Regions from separate parts of the Mus musculus genome. Here regions 2, 3, 4 and 5 are each linked to region 1. Evidence: chromatin contacts called from public Hi-C and HiChIP or PLAC-seq data. All regions are on one chromosome and are shown on one strand. The core of a region is the stretch at or near the end of the contact, and the rest is flanking DNA. Distances in the headings are between cores, read along the strand shown. Region 1 overlaps Antxr1 (anthrax toxin receptor 1). Region 2 holds the start of Gfpt1 (glutamine fructose-6-phosphate transaminase 1). Region 3 overlaps Antxr1 (anthrax toxin receptor 1). Region 4 has its middle 23 kb from the start of D6Ertd527e. Region 5 overlaps Gfpt1 (glutamine fructose-6-phosphate transaminase 1).

Evidence for each region. A called contact is a pair of places that touch in the nucleus more often than the background predicts. HiChIP or PLAC-seq counts read pairs in DNA pulled down with a chosen protein or histone mark.
Region 2: a FOXA1 HiChIP or PLAC-seq map of pancreatic cancer cells shows a contact between it and region 1. The contact joins the promoter of Gfpt1 here to the enhancer-like site in region 1. A contact is called at or near these places in 3 of 39 promoter capture datasets (the C10 cell line, embryonic stem cells and pre-B cells) and 2 of 115 datasets of contacts at active chromatin or transcription factors (embryonic stem cells and pancreatic cancer cells).
Region 3: a contact with region 1 is called in a Hi-C map of uterus, with 1.6 times the contacts expected there. The contact joins two enhancer-like sites. A contact is called at or near these places in 4 of 484 Hi-C or Micro-C datasets (the HPC-7 cell line, bone marrow-derived macrophages and uterus), 4 of 115 datasets of contacts at active chromatin or transcription factors (T-cell acute lymphoblastic leukemia, embryonic stem cells and pancreatic cancer cells) and 2 of 9 other capture datasets (adipose tissue and pancreatic islet).
Region 4: an HNF4G HiChIP or PLAC-seq map of pancreatic cancer cells shows a contact between it and region 1. The contact joins two enhancer-like sites. A contact is called at or near these places in 11 of 484 Hi-C or Micro-C datasets (DN2 thymocytes, the G1E-ER4 cell line, Th2 cells and 6 more), 9 of 115 datasets of contacts at active chromatin or transcription factors (a beta-TC-6 cell line, effector CD8 T cells, embryonic stem cells and 4 more) and 3 of 9 other capture datasets (adipose tissue, embryonic stem cells and liver).
Region 5: an HNF4G HiChIP or PLAC-seq map of pancreatic cancer cells shows a contact between it and region 1. The contact joins two enhancer-like sites. A contact is called at or near these places in 1 of 115 datasets of contacts at active chromatin or transcription factors (pancreatic cancer cells) and 3 of 9 other capture datasets (adipose tissue, liver and pancreatic islet).

The regions. Positions count from the first base shown.
Region 1 is chr6:87,275,205-87,278,348 of GRCm38.p6, reverse strand. All of the region lies in intron 8 of Antxr1 (anthrax toxin receptor 1), which reads left to right. Among named protein-coding and RNA genes, the nearest start is that of Gm34170, 6.0 kb to the left of the region's middle. Within about 2 kb of position 1,293, at least 107 of the 459 cell types and tissues checked have an H3K27ac peak or open chromatin away from gene starts, as enhancers often do. A contact at or near this core is called in liver, pancreatic cancer cells, pancreatic islet and 1 more, where this site is marked.
Region 2 is chr6:87,041,452-87,044,708 of GRCm38.p6, reverse strand. Gfpt1 (glutamine fructose-6-phosphate transaminase 1) reads right to left here and starts at 1,863. Exons shown (of 19, transcript NM_013528.3): 1 at 1,704-1,863. The coding sequence starts at 1,710.
Region 3 is chr6:87,141,992-87,145,125 of GRCm38.p6, reverse strand. The region is part of intron 17 of Antxr1 (anthrax toxin receptor 1); the gene reads left to right. Among named protein-coding and RNA genes, the nearest start is that of D6Ertd527e, 39 kb to the right of the region's middle. Within about 2 kb of position 1,290, at least 18 of the 459 cell types and tissues checked have an H3K27ac peak or open chromatin away from gene starts, as enhancers often do. A contact at or near this core is called in uterus, where this site is marked.
Region 4 is chr6:87,125,802-87,128,816 of GRCm38.p6, reverse strand. No RefSeq gene overlaps it. Among named protein-coding and RNA genes, the nearest start is that of D6Ertd527e, 23 kb to the right of the region's middle. Within about 2 kb of position 1,581, at least 35 of the 459 cell types and tissues checked have an H3K27ac peak or open chromatin away from gene starts, as enhancers often do. A contact at or near this core is called in liver and pancreatic cancer cells, where this site is marked.
Region 5 is chr6:87,067,748-87,071,099 of GRCm38.p6, reverse strand. Gfpt1 (glutamine fructose-6-phosphate transaminase 1) reads right to left here. Exons shown (of 19, transcript NM_013528.3): 11 at 3,321-3,352. Among named protein-coding and RNA genes, the nearest start is that of Gfpt1, 27 kb to the right of the region's middle. Within about 2 kb of position 1,764, at least 93 of the 459 cell types and tissues checked have an H3K27ac peak or open chromatin away from gene starts, as enhancers often do. A contact at or near this core is called in pancreatic cancer cells and pancreatic islet, where this site is marked.

The DNA of each region.
Region 1 (3,144 bases), core at 44-2,543:
TTCTTCCATCCGAGTTTTAGCCAGCCAAGGCTCTGTGCCAAGGTCAGGCATAGTCGGATAGTGTGGCTGAAGATGTAAGTAAGCTATTGCTTCTTTTCCATGTGTTTAAAAGTCTCAAGATGATAAAACAACCCTCACATCCTGAATGGCAGAGGAGGCCAGGCAGGCAGAAAAGAAAGCCTCACTCACACCTAGGCCGGGCTCGCCCACCCTCTCAGGACCCTTGCAGCATCCCCACCTGTTACTGCAGAATATGGGAAAACATTTTAAAGAAAGTGCCCACTCTTATGCCTTCTCTCGTTGTGGTTCATTGGGAATTTCCTCTGACCACCGCTAGAATTTACCACCAACTCTCCAGTGAAACCTCCACACAATGATCCCACCATGCTCCTGGGCCTGCTTTGCCTTTTGCAAAGTGCTCGGGGCAGTGGGGCCAGAAAACCCATGAAAGCTAAAGCCAGAGAACTGAAATAGGTTGGCAGCTTTGATTCTTGACCCTTGTCCCCAGCTGTCCCTACTTACTGCAGTTGAGGGCAGTGTCTGGAAGCCGAAGCAGGTTATGGGAAGGGGAGGCCAGCTATTGGCTCCCTGCCATCTGCTCCACAAAGGGTTCGCCTTCTCCAGTAGATGCTTAAGAGGAGGCCTGGCTTCCTGTTAATTGGAGCATGAGTCAGCACACACAGCCTCTGTGTGTTTGATCAACAAGACATGAGTGTTGAGCAAACACTGGCAGGACCTCTTTTAGGAAATCTGTAGGATCAGCAAACTGGGGACCTATCTGCCCCACGAATACATTTGAATTGATTTTTTTTCCTGTGTTGGTTTCTCCCTTCTGTTTGTAAGAAGGCAGAAGAGGTGTAACTCCCAAATCTAGCCTGGACCCTAGCACACTCAGACAAAGAGCAGTGTCTGACTTCCAGGCTTGACTCTTACCCACTCTTGCAAGCCTCCATATGGGAACTGCTGAAGGTTTCTCTCAGTCAGAGCCCACCTCACAGCCCCGCTTTAACGGAGCCAAAACCTCCTTCCAGCATGCGAGTGAGCGAGCGTCTCGGCAACAGTAGCCCTTTCCTTAAGCCAGCTCATTGCTCATCTTCAGAATGGCTTCCCTTCTGGGGCCCCATCCAGCTCCTACCGCCCCTTGTAGCATGAGCTCTCCCCTCCCAGAACTCCAGTGGCAGCCATTCTGGGAACCTCTCTTGGATGTCTTCCTTACCATAGCCAGCTCTCTCCCTCCACAGATGCTAAGTTGTGCAACCCCAGAGGCTGCCCATCTGTCCTGTTTCTGGCACCGTGTCTTACATATTTACCCATTACAAAGCTGCCCAGTTGACTGTGCAGCATTCATGACCCATGGAAGACCCACACTGAACAACAGATGGGCATTTTGTGGCTGAGCAGAGAGTATTCTCGATCCCCTACCCTCTCTTCCAATCTTGCAGCTATAAAAGACAAGAGATGACATTCTCAGCTCTGTTCATACTGGCAGGCTGGAAGACTAAATAAAAATAGAATCAAACTGTAGTTACTGGAGTAGAGCAGAGAGTCTTCTCTAAGAGATCACTTGCCTCTGCCATCATTAATGACACTGAGGCTTTGCGGACTTTGGGACCAGGCATCTCTCCTGGTATTGTTCTCATTCTGCTTTCAAAAGCCCCAGGTCATACAGATGTCCAAAGCCGCAGAGGCTGCAGGAGCTGCCTCAGCAAGTCACAGCTCCCATCCTGGCCTCCACAGCTCTCTCCTCTCTCTAGGAAAGAGCAGCCACGATTTCATAGGAAAATGCTTTCTGAGAAGTAAGCTTGTTGTACTAGTGGGGTGCTTCAATGGGGGGAGGGGGCAGTCGAACAGGTTCTGCCTGCTGAGCACACTGGGATCCAGTGGCCACAGCCATCTGAGCTCCCCCGCTGAAAACATGGTGGGAACATGATTCAGTGGGAAAGCAGAGTGTCCTTGTTACAAAGAATGACATCCAGGCTGGAGATATGGCTCCAAACTTCCACATGTCTTAAGCTTATGCTTGCTTATTTGGTAGATTGTATCAGAGCACATAAAATCACTGAGTCCCAGGAAGATGCATGTAAAATATTCAGGTCTGACATGGACCGTGGCCCTTTTCTGCTGCTGACAGATGTGCGATCATTGGTCTATAGTGTGCAGTAGAATTTAATTAGGAAGGGTGTCTGGCTTTGTTGATATTTAGTTTAAAAATTACAGACTAAATCATTGGAGCTCATAAGATGTTCTAGGAAACATTAATGAGCCAGTTTCATGGCCCAGGTTAGTTGGCCTTGTAGTTAGAAGGTCCAGGGATTATACAAATATGGAAAAGAGAGCCCATGAATAGGTGGCTGGATTAAGGGCACACAGAAAGTATTCCTTGGATCCTTTCTTTTTTAAAATCTAACAAATGTTTAGTGCCTACTATGTGCCAGGTTAGTCTTTGAGAATACAAAAGAGGGTAAGAATAGAGCCAGTCTTTACCCATGAAATCTTTATAACCTGAAAGTAACAGCCTATTAAAAACAAGTGTACTTTCCTAGTGTGCCCATGACGGATGGATAGCAGCCGATCTGAGTTGTGGGTAGGCACAGGTTTCTTCCCTGCTCTGGTCACCTGGACTCAGTGGCAGGGATTACTCTACATCTAGAGAGCAGCAGGGGAGACAAAGTGAAAGAAAATTGGCAGGTTTCTGTTTTGGAGAAAGACTCAGACAGCCAATGGGCAGCTGTCCTCCTCTGGATCCACCCGCTTCAAGCCCCAGGTGACTCAAAATCAGATTGTTCCCTTACAACAAATAAGATGTCAAAGAACATGCTCTGGGGGACTTCCTGGGAGTGTGCGAACACAGAAGCCTCTGTGCTGTGCTGGGATGGAAGGGACTGGCCTGTTCTCAGCGTACAAAGCACTTCGACAGAAATAAGTATGGGTTGACGGTTTATTGGTGAAAGAACAATTTAAAAAGAACAAAAACAATTTTGCTAGGAAGGGTTAACGACTGCAAATAGAGTTTTGTTTTTAAAGATTCTTGAGAAGTCTCTACATAAACTGAGAAGTTTACAATAAAATGGCATTTGATTTTTTTTTTTTTTAGAATTAAAAACACTTCGTGTGTAGCCTGGCAGATTCCCAGTGGGTTCCAGC
Region 2 (3,257 bases), core at 614-3,113, 230 kb after region 1:
TAATTAATTATGAAGTCAACTCTAATCCAGTAATTCCATGATGTTTAGAATTCTAAAATCTAGAATCTCTAAGCTTAAGCCTGCTCTTCATTTTCAGAAGGCGAAACGATTAAACACAGGAAAACACACACTGAGGACAACCTACCCCTTCCCGAGTTCTTACAAGTGAAAGACTACAAAGAATGTTTCTCACACAGCTACAAGTCTTACAATACCTCTTTCTAAAATGTGTTCTTTCTTGGGAACCAGGCACAGTGGCTCATGCCTAGAATCTCAGCACTCACGAGGCTGAAGGAGAACTGGGATCTAGACCTGCTTGAGAGACAGCGTGGGACACTATTTCTAAGAAACAAACGCTCTTTAGTCTAGTGGTCATTGTCGGTTTTAAAAGGAAAGGTAAAAATATAACTTTTTAAATACTACTAATGGCTCATTCCCATTTTACAATATTATTAGTGGTATCATATATAATTCTCATGGTATCTTTTAGTAACACTTTTTGATAATGGGGGGCGGGGGTGAGGGGTAAGACAGAGTTTCTCTGTGTAACTGTGCTCCAGCTGTCTTGGAACCAGGTTGTACTCAAAATCACTGATTTCCACCTGCCTCTGTCTCCTGAGGGCTAGGATTAAAGGCGTTGTACCACCACCGCCCAGCTAAATAAGAAGCCTTAAAATATGGAATAAAAGAGCCTGTTTTTTTTAATGGTTGTAGTAAAGACATATGTTAAACAGGTGTACATGCATGATGTGGGATCTTTAGCCAGGACTACTACTCTCTCTTCCAACAAGATCAGCTCTGAGCCCATTTCATCAAGTTATTGATTTAGTAATGGTTCCTGTTGAGAGACTTAAGAGTGGCAGAAGTCATGTGGGGTATCACTGTCAGTGCGTTGGCTTGAGTTCTCGCAGGCCTGCCTAAAATAAAGTGACTAGAATTAAGTATTTTTAAGACTGCAAGATAAGTAAATTCAAGAAATGCTACCAGCCAGGAGTGGTCATTCATACTTATAATCACAACACTTGGAAGGCTGAGACAGGGCAATGTGAATTACAGGCCAACCTGGGCTACCAAGTGGGACCCAGTTACAAAGAGACAGAAAAAGGGGATTTGGGGGGTGTGGCTAAGGGAAAGAGTACTCACTCACTTGACAAGCTGCCTTTATGAGTTTAACCCCCAGTACCACACAGCATGTTCACAGGTCGCCTCACTCACCTGGTGGACCTTCCCCTAGGCATCCCTCCATACTTGGTCTCACTTTGAGCCTCACAGCTCTTCTAAGGTAGGTATTCATCTATCCTCTGAGCTCTATGCAAAGGTGCCCCTTGAACGCTCTGATACCCTCCCTGGCCCACCCCACCCCCAATCCTCTAGCCCCTTTAAGTAGCCTCTGACTCCTAGGGCCCCCACAATCTCCTCTGCCGGTCCCTCTTAAGCACACTAGCTCCGGCCGCCCCTTCAACACCGGAATCCCCATCTTAGAGTCCCTGCCTCACGGACAGCAGCCTTTCTCCCCAGAGACCCTTCTCCTTCCAGATCCCGGCTCCCCTCAGGACCCTCAATCTCCTCGGGATGCCCGCTCCACAAGCCCCCCTTCTCTTCAGGACCCCAGCCCCAAGGCCGCTCTGTTGACACGCGCTGTCCACCTCTGGCTTCACTGCGCGGGCCCTGCGGCCACCACACACCCCCATCGCTGCCCTTACCGCACATGATGTTGGTCACGGGCGAGGGCTGAGCTGTCGGGCGCGCGGAGAGCTTCAGAAGCGAGGGTGAGCTCGGGCCGGGGTGGTGGCAATGAGAGGACTCTGGGATGCGACAGCTCAGACCCGACAGTCCGACTCAGCGCTCGCTTCGCTCTCAACTGCCGCCCCGCCCCCCCCGGCCACGCGCGCCGCCGCGGCTCTCCCATTGGGCCGCGCCCGCGCCGCTCACGCGCAGGCATCGCCCGCCCAGCGCGCAGACGCAGAGCTGCGGGTAGCGACGTGGCAGGGGCTCGACCAGCATCCGCTTTAGGTTCCTGGAGCCGCCCGCTGAGGGCGAGCCGAGCCTCGGAGGAGGAGGAGGAAGGGAATGTTTACACAGCAGTTTGTGTGTTTCAAGGGGAACGGGAAGGAGGGAGACAGAGAGAAAAGCTGTAGGGCAGGAGGGAGAGCCTGGGACAGACGTGTCAGTGTGCAGAGCCACGGTGGCCGGAACTGCGCTGCTGGCGCAGAGGTGCGGGAGCCTGCAGGACGCCCTCGGGCAGCCATTCCGGTGACGACCTGAGCTGTAGGCAAGGTGCTCAGCGCCCCACTCCCTGCCTTCCTCACTGTTCTCTGCCTAAGGTACCACTAGTCAGTAGTCCCAGCACTGCGCCTGCGCTCAGGGAAGCTGTGGGCACGTTGTACTCGGGATCGCTCTTGTCGCGAATGAACTCTCCGTTGAGAAAAGAGGAGTTAGCGGGGCGTTCCCTTTCAGAAGGTTTAAATAATACCTTGGAGCAAAAGTAGCTGGTTATCAGCCCGCACTTGATAGCTCTAACGGAAATGAATGAGTAGGGCCCACAGAAGCACTCTCAGCCAGAATCCCCTTCCTACTGCTCCAGCATTCAAAACTGCACGCCAGGGTTATTCTACAGAGTCCCACATCACATCCTTGCCACTTTTAAGTGTGACATCTTTAGGTCTCCCCAAGATGGTTTTAACATCTCATCCTTTGATCTGTCTCATACAATAACAGACTTCTTTGGTTTTTTGTTTTTTGTTTTGTTTTTTGTTTGTTTGTTTGTTTTGAGACAGGGTTTCTCTGTGTAGCCCTGGCTGTCCTGGAACTCACTCTGTAGACCAGGCTGGCCTCGAACTCAGAAATCCGCCTGCCTCTGCCTCCCGAGTGCTGGGATTAAAGGCGTGCGCCACCACGCCCGGCTATAACAGACTTCTGTATTAAAGGTGGTTTTTTTCCTCTCCCCACTAAACTGTTAAGTTCCTTTATGATAGAGTGAGATTTTTTTGTTTGTTTGTTTGGTTGGCTTTTTTTTTTTTTAATAACCAACACTTGCCTAGTCATAGACCAGAGCAATACGTGGCAAATTAAAACTGTTCTGGTGGCTGGAAAGAGTGATAAAAGCCTTATAGGCTTGTCCTAAGCTCTTTGTATGTGCAAGGAAGCAAAGGCTTTTCAGTTTTTTTATCGCCTATCTCAAATAGAGGCTAGAAAAAGTAATCAAGGAAGTATTTCTCATCTAAAAGGCTCTTCATTATTCCAAGCCATTACACAGG
Region 3 (3,134 bases), core at 41-2,540, 130 kb after region 1:
ATTTTTAAGGGAACAACCCAGTAGAGAAGTGAGCAGAGCTTGTGAACAGGCCAGGAACTAAGGGTGTGGACAGAAACCTAACCTCGCATGTAATAAAACAACCACCATAGAAAGGACTCCACTCCCTCAGACCATTACACTGGAAACCTTCCCAACGTGTAACTGTGATTGAAGTCATCATAAAATAGTATTGCGACTACAAGTTGTTATCCATTTTTCTAGAAGAAAAGTTGACAATATGATCGATCACTGTGTTACACTGCATTAACTAACTCAGTGACTCTGCCTTGAATGACCAGTGGGCAAATGGAAGCAGTCCTATTATTTATAGCAGAGAGAGCTGGATTCCTACTGCCTCACAGTAAAGAACTTAACTACATCTCATGTTTCTGTGAAGGTTAAAAACATGAAGGAAGTTTGGGATCTACAGATGGTCAGTTAAAAATCCTAGCATGGGGGTGGGGCTCCAGAGCCACACCCACAGCTGTGGAGCTATGGGATTCAAAGGAAGGGAGACTCGCTCCTTTTTAGAGGTGACCATTGCCCTTGTACCCGTGGATAACCCATAGCCATATGCATATGGGCAGCTCTAATGGGACTGAGTGGATGACAGAGGCACCTAAAGCAAGAAAGGAGAGCCATTATGAAGAGGGACGGAGAGGTGTGGAGGAAGGGAATAGGGGGCAGATAGAGTTTATAGTAGACAGCTATGAAAGTTTCAAATAGTAAAACAAGAAAAATAGCAGGGACGTGAAGAGCCAGGCAGGGTTCAATGGCAGAGCCTTTGCCAAGCAAGTACAAGGTCCTGGATACAAGAGGCAGAATAAAGGGAGGGGTACCCATGGCATGTTATTTAATTTTTATACAGCCTGATTTGACTGTTGTAAATCCATGCACTGCATGGGTGTCTGTGATTTCTAAAACAGAAAAGCACAGAGGTATTTGAGTCCTGTTACCTGTGTTTCTTCTCCCCTCCTCTTTTTCCTCTTTCACTTCACGTATTTTCCTAGTTTTCAACAAATACAGAACTTTGCAATCAGATGAAAGGGAGCCGTATATTAAATAAATCATATCTCAGTAATAATTACTGACAAAGCGTGTGTCCCACTAAAGATAGGCCATTTTGTTTCCACCCTTCCCTTCGCTTCTCCGGCTCCCTCGTGCTTCCAAATATTTCCTCCACGCTTTCATCTTACCCCTGGTTTTGGCATCAAAAGACACGATTACAGAGAGCACGCCAGCTTGTGTGTCAGCAGAATGAATTAAATAATCAAGAGAGTTGACCTTGGATCCTTTTCCCGGACAGCACATAAAGAGCAGGCTAGGAGAGGAAATGTATTACAGACAAGCCGAGCCTGAGGTTGGAGGGAAGGGGGCTGGATGAACGCCTGCTGTTCACCCCGACAGCACGCTTTCTCTTGCCCTGGGCTCACACAGTACCTGTTTATCTCTGTCATGGAACTGGGCCTAGAATGTGAGTGCTGTCACAAGAAAAGCCAGAGCGTGGTGTCTTCTTTTGAAATGATGGATCGACATTAAAGTGTAGGGTTCAAAGACAGAAAAGAAAGTGAGGTAGGCCAAAGAGATTCCCAGGAGCCGGCCAACAGCTTGAGTTAAGAGCTTGAGTATCCTGTAGGAGGGAGACACTGAAAGTCAAAAGCAGAAAGAACACTGAATGTGTGTGTGCACTTACTACATATATACTTTATATACTGCTATATATGTGTGTGTATACATATGTATGGGCGTTTTATATGTAAACCTGTAATGTTAATGGAAAGGCAGGGCCAGGGAACCTTTGAACTACTTGACTTTTGTTTTAGATGTGCAGTAGTGAGAAGGGGGGAGAATCTCAGGGATTTAAATGTCCTCTTCTGCTTCTCTCCGACACACAGAAGATGGTGCCTCCCACCCCAGTTTTCACTTCCAGGGTTGGTTCTGCCTGCCCGCCTACCCCTACTTGGACATTCTGATTCTCAGGAGAGGGAATGCTACTGACCCAGCTCAGGTTAGATGCCTGGCTCTGGTCCAGTCAATGATGGCACCATCACAGATCACTAGGGTCCACTAGGGTCCAGCTGTTCTGAGTCATTAATTCTGTCTCCCTCTAGACTGTATCTTCTGGAGGGCAAGGCCCTGATGCTTGCCCAGTACTGGCTGAGGCCCCTAGTGATTGACAGACAATGCAACTGCTTCAGAAAGGACGCAGTGACTCAGAGTGGAAAAAGGCATGCATGGGAAGATGCTGCTCTGAAGTCCATGTCCTAATGCAGCACTAGTGTGCCAACTTCATCAGTTACAGCAGCAGACAGCAGTGAGCCAAAGAGTTTTATGGTCTAGCCTGAGAACCAGACATTCTTTCCAAGATCAATTTTCCTAACCACCATCCCAAACAGCCAACTCCAAACAAACTTTGGAAGATTAATCCTATTGTAACTTGAGAAATACCTACAGCCCTCCTAACAAGACAGCGCATGGGAAAACTAGGTCAGAGGAAAAGGTATTTGTAGAGAGAACTTGGCTTGTATGTTACACTCTTTCCGTGATTGCTTTAGTATTCTCTCTGTGAAATCCAATTTCCTTGAATGACCTCTGTTCATAGGAAACTATTTGGTTTAATTCGTGGGGCCATGGCATATGTTTAACCATCTCCAAAGGCCAGCTCCGTCTCTGCTGAGCATGCCTGATACCCAGATGTTTCCTAACACTCAGCACTCATGAGCTCACCCCTGGCACATTCTTCGCACACAATCACCCCAAAGCTCTTCTCACATCTCCCCAGCATCCCACAGGCTCAAACTCAGAAACTCAGGGGCCAGCTTGAATCCTCACCTGGGAACCTAAAAACAAAAGGTGAAGCTTCCAATGCTGCAATTTCCCGGTTTACTAGGGTTTCCGAGACCTGAGGAGCAGCTGGAAGATATGCATTGCAAGGGATCAGAGCCAGCCAAACTAAGCAACATAAAAAGATGTGCAAACTGGCCGACCAAAAGAATCCAATTAAACTGCAGGCAAAGGGTTCCACAGCCACCCAGATCTGATGGAATCAGAGCTCGGGGCTGAAGGACCCCCAGACACATCTAGCCAGTGCAGAAGATGAAGGTGGTGACGGCTTCAGAGGTGGTAACTTGCCC
Region 4 (3,015 bases), core at 332-2,831, 150 kb after region 1:
TCAAACAATTCTTCCTAATCCTGACCCCTAGATTGTCTTCTTCCCTCCAGACATGCATTGGTACAAGGAGCTATTCTCAGCCATGACTAGGGCTGTTTCCATCTGGGTCCGTGCTATGATCACATGGGGATTAGAGATAAAGTGGACCACCATCTCTGTTGTATGGGGAATTCCAGATGTTTTCACTCTACTGCAAAAGAAGTTTTCTTCTCATTAACAATAACTGTGTCCATTGGCCAACCAGCCTGTTGATGCAGGGTCTCACCATCTTGCCAAACAGGCAGGCTGAGCAAGAAAGGGGAAAGAAGAATTGCCCTGTTTGTGGCTGAAAATGGGATTTCAGAGGAGGCAGGGTCCTGCTGCTGCTCTGTGTCCCTCAGTTGTAGACCATCAGTGCATCCCAGTCACCAATAATCCATACACGCACTGCGGGTCACAGAGTTACCAGCCAACCAATGTCGGTTGTGCAGATAAATGTAAACAAGGAACCTCGTTTCCAAGGAATCTCATTCCCAAGCATTCAAGAAAACTAGCAATAGATATGAAAACTACGTCTTGGATAGGATTTCCTTTGAGGAACTTAGGTCACCAGGTATGGTGGCATTTGCTTTTGGTCTCAGCAGAGGCAGGGGAATCTCTGCAAGTTCCTGGTTCTGGCTAGCCAGGGCAACATAGTGAGACTCTGTCTCAAGAAAAAACAAACATAAAAGCAAACAAGCAGCCAGAAAGTACTTCTCATGTAAGCATGGAGCCTTGAGTTAGAATTCCCAGCCCCCACATAAAATCTGGACCCAGGATTTAATCCAGGATCTGGAGAAGTGGAGGTCAAAGGTCACAGCCAGCCTGGTTAGCTGAACTGATGAATGTGGGATCAATAAGAGACGTTGTCTCAAAGATAACATGGGTGAGCCAGTGATGTTGCTCAGTGTGAAGGCACTTGCCACCAACCCAGACAGTCTGAGTTCGATCCCTGGGACTCACAGAGTGGAGGAAACAAAATGACTCCTGAAAGAAAGCGGTTGTCCTCCAGCTTTTGCGCAGAGGCTGTGCTGTGCACACCCACACACCTGTAAGTAATAGTGTAATTTTTAAAATAAGGTGGAGAGTGACCAGGGAAGACACCTATAACCTGCGCTCTCTACACACAGATACACAACTGTGGATGCACAGAGAGTGGGGAAGCAAGGGGGAGGGGAGAGCGGTGTGGGGAGAGGAGAGGGGGAGAGCACACACCAGTAATTAAGATCTCAGTTCCACTTCCCCATGCCCTTCAAGCAAATATTCAAGTATTCCCCAGTGTGGGCTCTCCCTAGGTGGTATTGGATGGCTCCTTCTGACAGCTCATTCACTCTGTCCTCTCTGGGTCACTTCTCAATGTGTACATACATACACTCCATGTCAACTGGGTCAAAGTCCCTTTCTGCTTTTCACTTGGAAAGAAAAATAAAAACAAATGCAAGGAATGCAGAGTAGGACAGCAGCAGGGAATGCCAGCCCTGGCCTTCATTAGAAGAGCCAGCTCTATTTTTACCTCATTTGTTTACTTAGCATCCTGTCACGGGACCGGATCTCTGCTATCCCATAACGGGTGGAGCACGCAGCATGTCTGCCTCAGTCAGGAGTCCAGCTGCTGTACGAGCATGTACATGTGCACACCTGCCAGAAAGGACCCTCTCTTCGGCTGCTGTTAAGTTCAGTCATGTGACTGCTTGTGGACATTAATGCTCACTTGCTCTCTGTTTCTCTTTTAATTAACTAAACTTAATTCTGAACATTTGCTGATATACAGAAGATTAAGAAAACAGAGAGAGCGGCGCCTGACCTCGCCTCAACTGGCCCTGCTGTTAACAGCCCCATGAGCCTGGTGTGTCTATTATCCTGAACTTGCTTTTGATGCCTTACCAGATACTAATGTCCACAGAGTCTGCCCCGCTTTCTACAGTTCTGTGGAACACCAATGCTCTGTTGTGTATATGCATCCGCCAGGAGCCACATAGTGGCAGATGGAATCGAGGCATTGTCCTAAGCACCTAAATGATTCACCTATTAAACCCTCTTCCCCTCCCCCAACCCTCAGCCCTGCATCCTAGAATTCTCCAGAAGGACAGAGTCCACGTGCATGCATATCTGCATCTATAGAGATATCTCTATAGATGCAGATAGGTCAGGGGCTTAAGGTCTCTGCTTACATGACTATCTATGGTGACCAAAAAAATCCATCAGTCTGAAGACATCATAGTATGACAGACACAGTGGAGTTTCAGAGGCAGGGAACCCAAAAGTAGAGCTCTGGGGTCAGGGAGAAAAGCCTGAGACGCTGAAAAGGCTGTGGTAAATCCTAAGTCCAAACACTGGAGCGCCTGTGGGGTACTGCTACCAAGTACCAGGAAACAGTGGAGCAGGTTCAACACGGGGGCCTCATGGGACCCATCCCAGTTCCTCGGAGCTCCAGGTTTATAACAAATGGACAAGAAAGGCCACCCAACCTCAGACCCTACAGGGATAAGGATCTGATTGGTCCATCTGACTGCTATCCAGACAAGTCAGGGATGCTGGCTGAAAGTGAGAAGCTAGCAGAAGATGGAGGTGACCAGGATCCACCTCAAGCCTCAGTATCAGCTACAGTAACAACAGCTTAATGCAGTTCACCAGTTAGTTACAGCTCATGTAAGTTCCCAGGAAATGAGACAAATTAGAACCAGCAGGATAGAATACTCCGCTCTGACAGCATGACACCAAAGGCTGCTCTCTGCTCCGAACCCCTCTACAAGGCTAGAACCTTGTGCCCAAGCTGCTGGGACTATCACCACTAATGAATGGCTCCTGGCTGAGTTCCTGCCACAGAGAGCTCCTTAGTTACACTCCCTTCCAGTAAGTCGGACAAAACCACAGCCTAGCCGGGTAGAGTGGCGCAAAGACCTCCCCCTTGCCTCAATTTCGGAATGTTCCGAAAGACTCCTAGCTCTGGAACTCCCCTGCATCAGCGAGGTCCCCTGTGCGTGTGCTGCCCATCTC
Region 5 (3,352 bases), core at 515-3,014, 210 kb after region 1:
ACTGAAATCCATTGGATCATCTCTGAAGATGGTGATGGTGACAACAATATTCTCTCAGCAAGTGTGAAGACCTAATTTGGATCTCTAGCACTCACATAAAACGTTGGGCACAATGACAGGTGCCTGTAATCCCAGCATTACGAAGATGGAGACCGGCAAGTCCCAACATTAGGAAGGTGGAGCCCAATGACCAGCCAGTGCAGCCAGTCAGTAAGCCCCAGGTTCAGGAGATAAGGTGAAAGGTACTGAGAAAGGCATGCGACAGTGACCTCTGACCTCCACATTCACACAGACACACTTGCTCACATGTATTAGCCTCCCAGTCCCCAGACACCACCAAAGTAGAAACCAAACAAAGCAACAACAAAACTTGCTGCTGGTTTCCCAAATGACTTGGACTATAAACCACACTATTCATGTTTTCCAGGTCCCCTGTGAGCATTTCCAGGTTAACTTCTGTGCCTGCTCTTAATCAAAACACAGTGTAAGAGTACAGTGTTTGCACAGGTCTTGGTGTGCGCTACACTTTAGGAAGTATGATGTGTGTTCTATTGGTAAAATACTGTGTGCTGTTTGAATCCACTGAGAAACTGCCTCTGGAAATGGGGTTTTTCCCACCCCCCCACCCCCCACCATTTCAGGCCCAAGAATGTTTGTTCTCTCCAATCTGAAGACAGAATAGCCTTCTAAACACTGTGATAGGCACGAGAAAAAAACAGCCTAAGGAAAGCCATGGGAACAGCTCCAAGGAAAAACTATTTCTAACAGATGTTACTACTGTTTCCCCATAACAAACAAGTGTGTGCAGAGGGAAGGAAAAGCTGAAAAGTTAGAACCACCTCACCATCCCAGGTCTGTTTCTGCTCTACCCAATTTGACAATGCCCACTCTTGATACTCCGAAGCCTCCCCTTACTTGAGGGACCATTTTACCCTGACTAAACTCCAACTGACTGGGTTACAGAAGCCTTCCCAGTCAATTTCTGCTAGACATTTTGATATTTTGTTCTGTCTGTCTATCCATCATTTTCTACTGATTCTTTTCCTTTGGCTTGCCATATACTTCAGAAACTCAGCCATACAAAACCAAATGGATGGCTATAAGACAGAAAAAAAAACAAAAAACAAAAAAACAACGCCTGGAGGCTGGGGTGAGTCATACTCCATATAAAACAGACAAATTACATGAGGAGGGCGCACCTTTAAATCAAGAGGCAGCTGGAGATATGTGAGTCTAAGGCTGGCCTGGTCTTCAAAAGTGAGTTCCAGGCCATTTGGGACTATATAACACCCTACCCCTCCTCCCAAAAGAGCAGACAGTCTACCAGAGAAGGTAGTATTGCAGATGGAGATCAAGAACAGGCATGTTAAGACATGTTTCCTAAACTTAGTCAAGCAAATTCCCTGATGGCTTTTAGGCTAATTCTAGGAGTCCCCCAAGGTCTGAAATGACTTATGTACAATGTGTGAGACCCAGGCAGGCCTCTTGCTGCTCCTGCCTCAGCCTGCCAAGCATGTCATAATCTGGATAATGCTTTAGTCTAACTCTGACAACACAGCCATAACTAAGAAATAAATAGAAAGACTGCTTAGGAGGTGGGGTTCCTCAGGAGCGTCACTGAAGGAACACACCCATGAGTGACTGGCAATGTGACCTTTGGCAAACATTCAGCTGACAGTTCTGACGTCCCCGAGAACTCCTATCCTGTTTACATTAGACAACTCATATGCACGTAATACACGTAAGAGTTTTAAACACAGTAGCTGTCTCAGCGCTGGTGTATGACTCAGAAGGAGACGACACACATAGCACATGCAGGGTCCTAGTTTTGTTCCCCAGGATGTGGCACAGAGGGATTAAGACAACACAGTAACCACAGGAATAAAGGCATACCATGAAGTTCTCAAAGTCGGCCTCATTCTCTTCGCTTAGCAAACAGGTCTTTTTCCTGACTTAAGTTCCACGAATCCTTTGAGCACTGTGCTCTGGCCCTGGGTCTCCTCCCTCACAGATCTATGTGGTCCTCACGGTCCCACTCCTATTGCTCCTGTCTCCCCATTCTTCCTCTTTTCACTGTGCTCAGACAGATCGACATCGTACTGCTATATATAACCCAGGCTTTCCCTTCCCTGGCACCTACAGACCAGATAGCACCCAGACTTTAAAAGCTAATCAGCTTCCATAACAGAGGTGCCCCCTGAGCCCACCATCCACCTCCTCAGGACAGTTCCTCTCCCCAACTTTCCTAAACTGACTTTTATAATTCTTCAAATCCTAGACCTGAGACATACCCTAAACTACTGAGCATAAGCATAACAGAGCATAAGCCTCCTCATGGCTTTCACACCAATGCCCTCAGCTAATGCTCTTCCAGGCAGCCCAGTGTTCCCATCTGACCTCCACTTACTTACATCTTCCAAGCCTACACCTTCTTACATCGCGAGGCTTCCCCTCATCCCAACATCCCTTTCCTAAATTCAATACTAAACTTTAAACACTTTCTAGTGCTTGGATCATATTTTACATTTATTTAAATTGTTAATTATATATTCATATGATTAAATTATTAAGGGCAAGACTACATCAGAAACTCTGCTATGGTCTACTCCTGTGACATGAGTTGGAGACTAGAGTCTAGTCATGCGGTATCTGTAAGCTGCTGTGGTGTGTGCTCTAGAGACCAGAGCTGCTCTCTGACTTCTGCTTTCAACATGGAGCAAAGTGCAAACATGAAAGACCTCTGCAGAAGTTCGTGTTTTGCTACTTATGACAGAAACCTAGGGGCTGGAAAGATGGCTCAATGGTTAAGAGCACTTGCTGTTCTTGCAGAGAATTTGGGTTCTGTTTCCAGAGCACACATGATGGCTCCCAACTATATCAAACTCCTGTTCCAGTTCCTCTTCTAATCTCCAAGAGAATCAAGCACAAATGTGGTACACATATTATACAGACAGGCAGGCAAAGTGCCCAAGGTCTGATAACCACAGCAAGAACCTAGTGTGTGACTGTCACCTCGTAGTGGGATTATGCACATTCACACTGTGAGCCCCAGCCCTGCTATCCAACTCTAGAACTCTCCCACATACCCAGTGAAAACTACCTAGGAGACCATGACTCTCCACCATTCCCCAGCACCTGTCCCCACCAGCCCACTTTCTGTCCCCAAATCTGAGCTGACTCAACCAATACACAGTGCAATCGCACTTTGATACCTGGCAATCTTAGCTGTTCCACAAATCTATAAGAAGGACAATAATTTGTCAGGTTGCTAATGGCACTCCCCCAGGAGACTTAAATGACAAAATATAAAATGTCATTACCAGTGTAGTCATCAAAATTGACTCTTCCTCTC